Regions from separate parts of the Gossypium hirsutum genome. Here region 2 is linked to region 1. Evidence: chromatin contacts called from public Hi-C data. All regions are on one chromosome and are shown on one strand. Each heading gives the region's core, a stretch centred on a gene start, on an enhancer-like site or on the middle of the called end of the contact. The rest is flanking DNA. Distances are from core to core; before and after follow the strand shown. Region 1 holds the start of LOC121219037. Region 2 holds the start of LOC107952740 (phenylacetaldehyde synthase).

Region 1 (3,468 bases), core at 663-3,162:
TAAACAACAAGACAAGAAGACTTGGAAGTTGCTAAAAAATGAAAAACAAAGTATCATACTTGGGATTACTACTGGAAGAAAAAGGAAGTAGCTATTTCCATTAGAAACCAGAAACTATATAGCAATAAATTCTATCCTTTCACCCAATATCCATGAAAATATTTTATGTCCACTAAACGAATGCTCCAGGGGATCAAGTACAACATTGTGCGTAAGGAGATCATATAACAACAATACAAGTTACAACGCTAACAAATTCTAAGTAAAAGTACCATGGAGGCCCTTGTACTAGGAGCCGATTGCATTTTGCCCCCTCTACTCAAAAAATGGCAAATTAGTTCCTATACGTTAGATCAAAGAGCAAACTAGTCTTTCTGTTAAAAAATCATCCATTTTTACTGTTAAAAACTTGTCAATGTACGTCAGTATGAGGTACCCATGGCATATCATGTGTAACTGTCTGGTTATTTCGTTAGGCATACCAGTTTTTAACAGTAGAAGTTGATGAATGTCTAATAGAAATGACCAGTTTGCTATATCATCTAACGGAAAAGGACTAATTTTCTCATCTTTTGAGTGAAGGGAGCAAAATGCAATCTGATTCCTCATACAGGGGCCTCCATGGTACTTTTACCCAAAGTCTAATATTTCAAAGATGTTACGTTCTATAAAAAACAAATAGATACAACATTCAAGCACATAAGCTTACAGTTTCAGTGTATGCATTCCAAGTTCAGAAGGAAATCCAAGGTATAGTTAATTTCGCAAGTGGAGTCATGGACCATTGACAACAATTCCTATCCTATTATAATATCAGTGACAATAAGTAAATAAACTTCCTCTATTCTTCTGTTTGGTCCAGAAGATGATCAAAATCCAAAAGTTGGCGAAGTTGAACATGTAAAATCCAATATTAATATAGATCGGAGTATGCTAATCAAGAGATTGAACTATTTAGAAATTAATTTTATACTTTATGCATCTGATAGCAATCTTTTCAAATAACTAGGCTATCTAATTTTAATTAGCATTTTACTTCTTTTCTACATAATAAGGTTCTAGCATTGTATTCGTATTTTCCATTTTATAACTCAAATCTCGTTTTGCATATTTGAAAAACAAAGTCCTCCAATTAGTAAAACTCTTGCAGCAGAGCCAGATGAAATGGATCATACCTGCTACAGCCATGGTAGATGGCAAGGTCATCAAGAGCACTCAAAGCAACACCGCCGGTTACGGTAATCAAGATAAAAGAAACCGCTGTCCCAGCAAACGACTTGTTCTTTTCGTCATTCACAGAAGTTCCATTGCTGCAAATAAGTAAAACATGATGAAGTTTAACTTATCTTTTGGAAGAACCTAAAAACTACCACCACAACAACAAAAAACAATTTAATGTTGCAAAAAAACCCAGAGTGGCAACTCAAAATAAACTATCTGAACATTGAATTTGTAATTCTGTTACTGGGATTTGACACTGAGCCTAAACATCATCTGGGGTGAACTCTTATCACAAACCAAAGTATAAATAAACTCAAAGTCCCTTGATTTCTCCTGGTTTGGATATTAACCACTTTCAGTATCTGACAAAAACTCTTACGAAAATTTATGGGTGCTTGAAATTTATGGCTAATTCAATCCCAGAAAACGAATTGCTAAAATCCTAAAACTGGAAACTAAAAAAAAAAGTACCTGGAAAGCTTGGAAGAGGGAGAATTCTTGAAGAAAGAAACCAACCTTCTGGCCAACATGATATCCCTCTCTGTTCTGCCCCCCAAAAAGGCTCCTACCTACTGCTTCAAACCCTTTTTTTTCCTCCCTTAACCTCAGTTCTGTTGCATTCCTCCTCTCTGTTATGTCACCAAAAGGCTCGACTCCATTTGAACTCCTTAGCAAAAATTATGCTTTGGGCCTCTCAAAATTTCTTTCACCAATGGATTATAAAGTTCTTGAGGCCCAATCTTTCTTTACAACGTTTAAATATTCTTTTATGTTTTTTTTTGGTGGTAAAATAAAATAAAATAACCTAAAGTTACATCAAACAAAAACACCACTAAAAAAGTGGTTGAAAATAAATGTTCATTTCAAATTAAAAAAACCATTTTAATTATATTTATCATTAAAATTATAATAATTTAATAAAAATAATATTGTAACTCATTATTAATATTTTGATATATGAAATATAAATTTTAAATACTTTTTCAAGCAATAAATATAAATCATTTGTAAAACTTAATTTACATAGTTTAAATATTAAAATACAGGGACAAAACTAGGGGCTTGTAAGGGCACGATCCCCCTAAAATATAAAATTTTTCATTTAGACCCTTTAGAATTTTTAAAAATTTAAATTATTAAAGTAAAATTACACTTTGATCCCTAAAAATATAAAAATTTGATTCAATCCTTTAAAATATAAATCATTAAAATGGTAAAATTATATTTTTACTATTGTAAAAATTACAAATTAATTTCGCCCCTTAAAAAAATTTTCTAGTTTTGCCTTCGTTAAAATATAAATATAGAATCCAATTATATCATCATAATTTTTTTTATGATTAATTTTTTAATAATTCAACCATAGAATTTATCAATATAACTATATTTGTGATGAAAAAAAATTATAATGATTAGATTGTTATAATCATTTTAAGTTATGAAAATGTATAAAACAGGTGTAAAATGTAAATAGACCGCTCCCATAATAATAATAATCATCGATGAGAGTTAACTCCTGCTTTTCCAAACCAAAAAGCTACAAAGCACTTTTGCCTTTGAGAAACTTGCAAGAGTTCAGAAATGTTCAACACTGGGGATGAAGCCCTTTTTTAATGGGAAAAAAAAAGAACTTTGATATTCCAAGTCAACTGATAATTGGAGTCAACTGACATCAACAGAAACAAAAATTTACCATAACTTTATATTCTTTTCACTCAAATAAAGGTGTGCCAAATCTAAGTGGTCATAAACCATCTCAAAACCATAAGACAAAAATAAGATGATCCGCTTCAACTGCATAATAAAAAGCATTCAAGGGGAGAGCAACATACACTCATCAAAGGATGACATGAAAAATTATCCCCCCAACACTTGTTTTGTGGAATCAAACACTCCAAAAGGTACAAGCATAACTTTTTAACTCACTGATGGCAAATGTTCATTCAGAACTCAATCACCCCCCCCCAAATGATCCAACAGTGTGCCACAAGTTGAAATGTTCATTCAGCCAAACACTGTGTCTTATCTAGAACCTCGCTGATACAAACCGTTGCCTCTTGATCTGTAGTCACCAGATTCTTGGTTGCTTCCTCTACCCAAACTACGAGAACCAAAACGACCTCTCGAGGCTTCAGCTGTATAATTGCCCCTGCCTCTTCCCATTCCTGGTAATTTTGAATGGCAGAATCATGTCAACAAAGCAATACTCAAAGCAAATTCACTTACATAATGAGAAAGCTGACTACC
Region 2 (3,468 bases), core at 554-3,053, 160 kb before region 1:
ACATACAAAAATATATAATACTAAAATTTACTACACTCATGATATGGATTGAAAAATAAATATTACATATATAAAAAATATATTTACTAAAAATAATGATATTTGCAATAATTATTTGATTTTTATAAATAAAAGAGTTATTAATTAAAAAACTTGAAAAAATATATTTATTAATTATAAACATTAATTAAAAATAAAAAAAACTTGAAACAAAATGAAATAAAAAGTACATATTAAAATGCTTATAGGAGGAATTGAACTTGAGACTCAAAAATGAAATTACAATTATATAACCATCTAACCAAAAAAGTTAATATATTAAAAACATTAATTAAAAACAAAAACAAAACTTGAAGCAACATGAAATAAAAAATATATATGTAAGTAGGAGAGGAATCGGACCTAAGACTCAAGGGCAAAAGCACTAACATTTAACCATCTAACTAAAAGAACTAAATTGTTAATTTTTAGTGAAAACGCGCCCTGTAAGACGCATTTTCATTTTTCTCTCTCCAAAATCAGTCTGTTATCGTAAATATAAAAAAGGAATAAAATCATAATTATTAAAAAAATGACATATATATAAATTACTCGATAATAAACCTTAAAATAATATATATATATAAGCTTAAAAATACAAGAAGTCTTAATAAAAATAGTAATAAAATAAACTTAAAATCTTTGTTTTGTGCATCAATTTGAGTTCTCGTGTCAAATCTTTTGTACGGTCTGCATATCTGTTCATTTCTCGACACAATAGACAGTAATTGTAACTACATAGAAAATGATCAATTAAGTGCAAAATTAAATAAAATTCATGTTCTAAATTAATTAAAATTTATAATAAAAATATGTGGATTTACCGCATTATCACACGCCATTTTTGTTTTAAATAAATTCTATTTTTAATTTTCTCCTTTAATTTCATTTTTTTTCCCTCCCTTTCTTTGTTCTTCTCTCCTTTCCATCTTCAACATGTGTTTGGCTCAAGAGTTTCCAGCCACAGTTCCTTGGTGCTAGCACAAATGCAATGAATAGTCAGTGCAAAGGGTTCGATCCCATATCCAATATGACCAAGATGTTGGACTATGGTTGCATTTGCATTAGCACCAAGAAACTATAGCCGGAAACTCTCGGGCCAAACATTTGTTGAAGAAGAAAGAAAGAGAAGGGAAAACACCTTAAAAAATGAAAAATATAGAATTTATTTAAAACAAAAATGACATGTCATGTTTTAATTGGTTGGGAAAAACTGTTAACTTTTTTAGTTAGTTAGGTGATGGTTTATAATTTAGTTGAACCAAAAAAAAACATTTAAATACCGAAAATTTATATAGTTTAAATATTATTTTGTGGTTTAAGCAAAAAAAAAAAAGAAAAGGGTAATGATTTTTTCCCTCCAACTTCACAAATAAGGTCATTGAGTCTTTCATTTAATTTTCACTTCTTTTAGCTATTAATTTATATTTTTTTGTCAAATCACCTTAAAATAGATGAAAAATTTAATGTTTATTAACTTTGCTGACATGGCGATGATTACTATGTAGATGACACATAAGTATTTAATTAATTTTTTAAAAATTTAAAAAATTAATTAAATCCTGAAGTGTCATCCATGCGACAATCCACGTGTATGCGATGTCAACAAAGTTAAAAAAAAGTTAACTTTTCTATTCATTTTGGGATGATTTAATAAAAAATACATGTTTAAAAGTTAAAAAGATAAAAAAAAATTTGGACTCAAATGGAGGGTAGAAAAATGCCAAAAGACAACGGCAGATACAATTTTATTGAGCCAAGAGCCGCCATTTGAGTCCAATAACCCAATTAGGCCGGCCTTTAACGGCAGCCCTCTTGTCCTTGACTACGGTTGGCATTGGATTTTGCATCGGCCACGTTCGATAACCAACGTCCACCGGATGGCACACACTTGCTTGGCTGCTTGACTCCTTTCGTTAGTTACATACATACAATTACGCCGATCTCTCCATATTTGTCGGGTTAGCAAAAAAGAAATTGTCATTTAGACTCCCGTGACCCTTCAACACCCATTTTTCAGTTCTTCGCTCTTCAAGTAACGAACCAATGTGAGTCTCCCAATTCTCGCAGATCATCGTTTTAATGGCACCAGCTTTGTTTTTCTTTTTTCCCTTTAACGTTTTTTATGTTCTTTTTGTTGGGTTTTGGTTATCTTTGCATTTGAATGAACTGGCAGGGAGAACAGGTTGAAGCCAATGGATGCTGAGCAGCTGAGAGAGTATGGTCACAAGATGGTTGATTTCATTGCTGATTATTACAAAACCATTGAGAATTTCCCTGTTCTCAGCCAAGTTGAGGTCTCTATAAATATATCTATCTCTAATAATTTTTTCCCTTTTTTCTTGCTTTATAGTTTCCGAAAGAGTTGTATGGAAATATACATTTAAGTGTAAATCTATGTCAAAGCCCCAAAGGTCAGATTTTTGCTCTCTAAAACTGGGTTCAGATGCTTGTCTTATTTACATGGACTAATGTGATTTGATGGTATTGAATTGATTTTTCTTAGTTGGCCTTGTTAATTTGTGGTCATTTATATGCAGCCTGGATACCTTCGTAACTTGTTACCGGATTCTGCTCCTAATCAACCAGACTCTTTTCAGCATGTTCTTGATGGTGAAGCTGCTCAATTGATTCTTGAATTTATTCGATTACGTAATAAACACTATACAATGTGTAGAAGAATAGAGTAATGACAAAATGTATTGAGTCTTTGGGTGCATCACCATGTGATTTGGAATGTATTCTCCTATATAATTGCTCTAGTTATTTGTCAAATTTCATGAATAAATATTCTTCTGAGTGCAGACATTCAAGCAAAGATATTGCCAGGGGTTACTCATTGGCAGAGCCCAAATTATTTTGCATACTATCCTTCCAATAGCAGCGTTGCTGGATTTGTGGGAGAAATGCTGAGTGCTGGTCTCAATATTGTTGGTTTCAGTTGGATTGCATCTCCTGCTGCTACAGAGCTTGAAATGATTGTTTTGGATTGGCTTGCTAAGATGCTTAAGCTACCTGAAGACTTCCTTTCAGCAGGTAAGGACTTCAGATTCTTTAAAAAAACACAGATATAGAATGCAATGGTGGCTTCAGGGGATTTTCATTGAATTATTTCTAGCATAAGAAAGAAAGAGTGACATATCTCTAAAGTTTATGGAATGAGGTTGGTAATTGTTTTGCAGGACAAGGTGGTGGAGTGATACAGGGCACAGCAAGTGAAGCTGTTCTTGTTGTACTATTGGCTGCTCGTGACAAGGTTTTGAGGAGGGTTGGAAAAGATGCACTTGAAAAGCTTGTAGTTTATGCTTCTGATCAGACGCATTCTTCTTTGCAAAAAGCTTGTCAGGTATCCTTGTAAATTAGGGTTCATATCTAGTTTTATTTTTTTATTCTTGTTTGTGAGATTAATGAAATGAAGATAATGTTCAA

What was found. Hi-C and Micro-C count contacts between places; a contact is called where the count stands out from the background.
Region 2: a Hi-C map of leaf shows a contact between it and region 1, with 2.3 times the contacts expected there. The contact joins the promoter of LOC107952740 here to the promoter of LOC121219037 in region 1. A contact is called at or near these places in 2 of 34 Hi-C or Micro-C datasets (both in leaf).

The regions. Positions count from the first base shown.
Region 1 is chrD07:28,512,265-28,515,732 of Gossypium_hirsutum_v2.1, reverse strand. It overlaps LOC121219037, which reads right to left and starts at 1,912. Exons shown (of 4, transcript XM_041096466.1): 1 at 1,693-1,912; 2 at 1,176-1,310. The coding sequence starts at 1,751. LOC107952729 (nuclear transport factor 2) reads right to left here. Exons shown (of 9, transcript XM_041096852.1): 9 at 2,989-3,386. The coding sequence ends at 3,244.
Region 2 is chrD07:28,669,325-28,672,792 of Gossypium_hirsutum_v2.1, reverse strand. It overlaps LOC107952740 (phenylacetaldehyde synthase), which reads left to right and starts at 1,803. Exons shown (of 13, transcript XM_016887902.2): 1 at 1,803-2,087; 2 at 2,216-2,336; 3 at 2,580-2,652; 4 at 2,845-3,075; 5 at 3,222-3,385. The coding sequence starts at 2,086.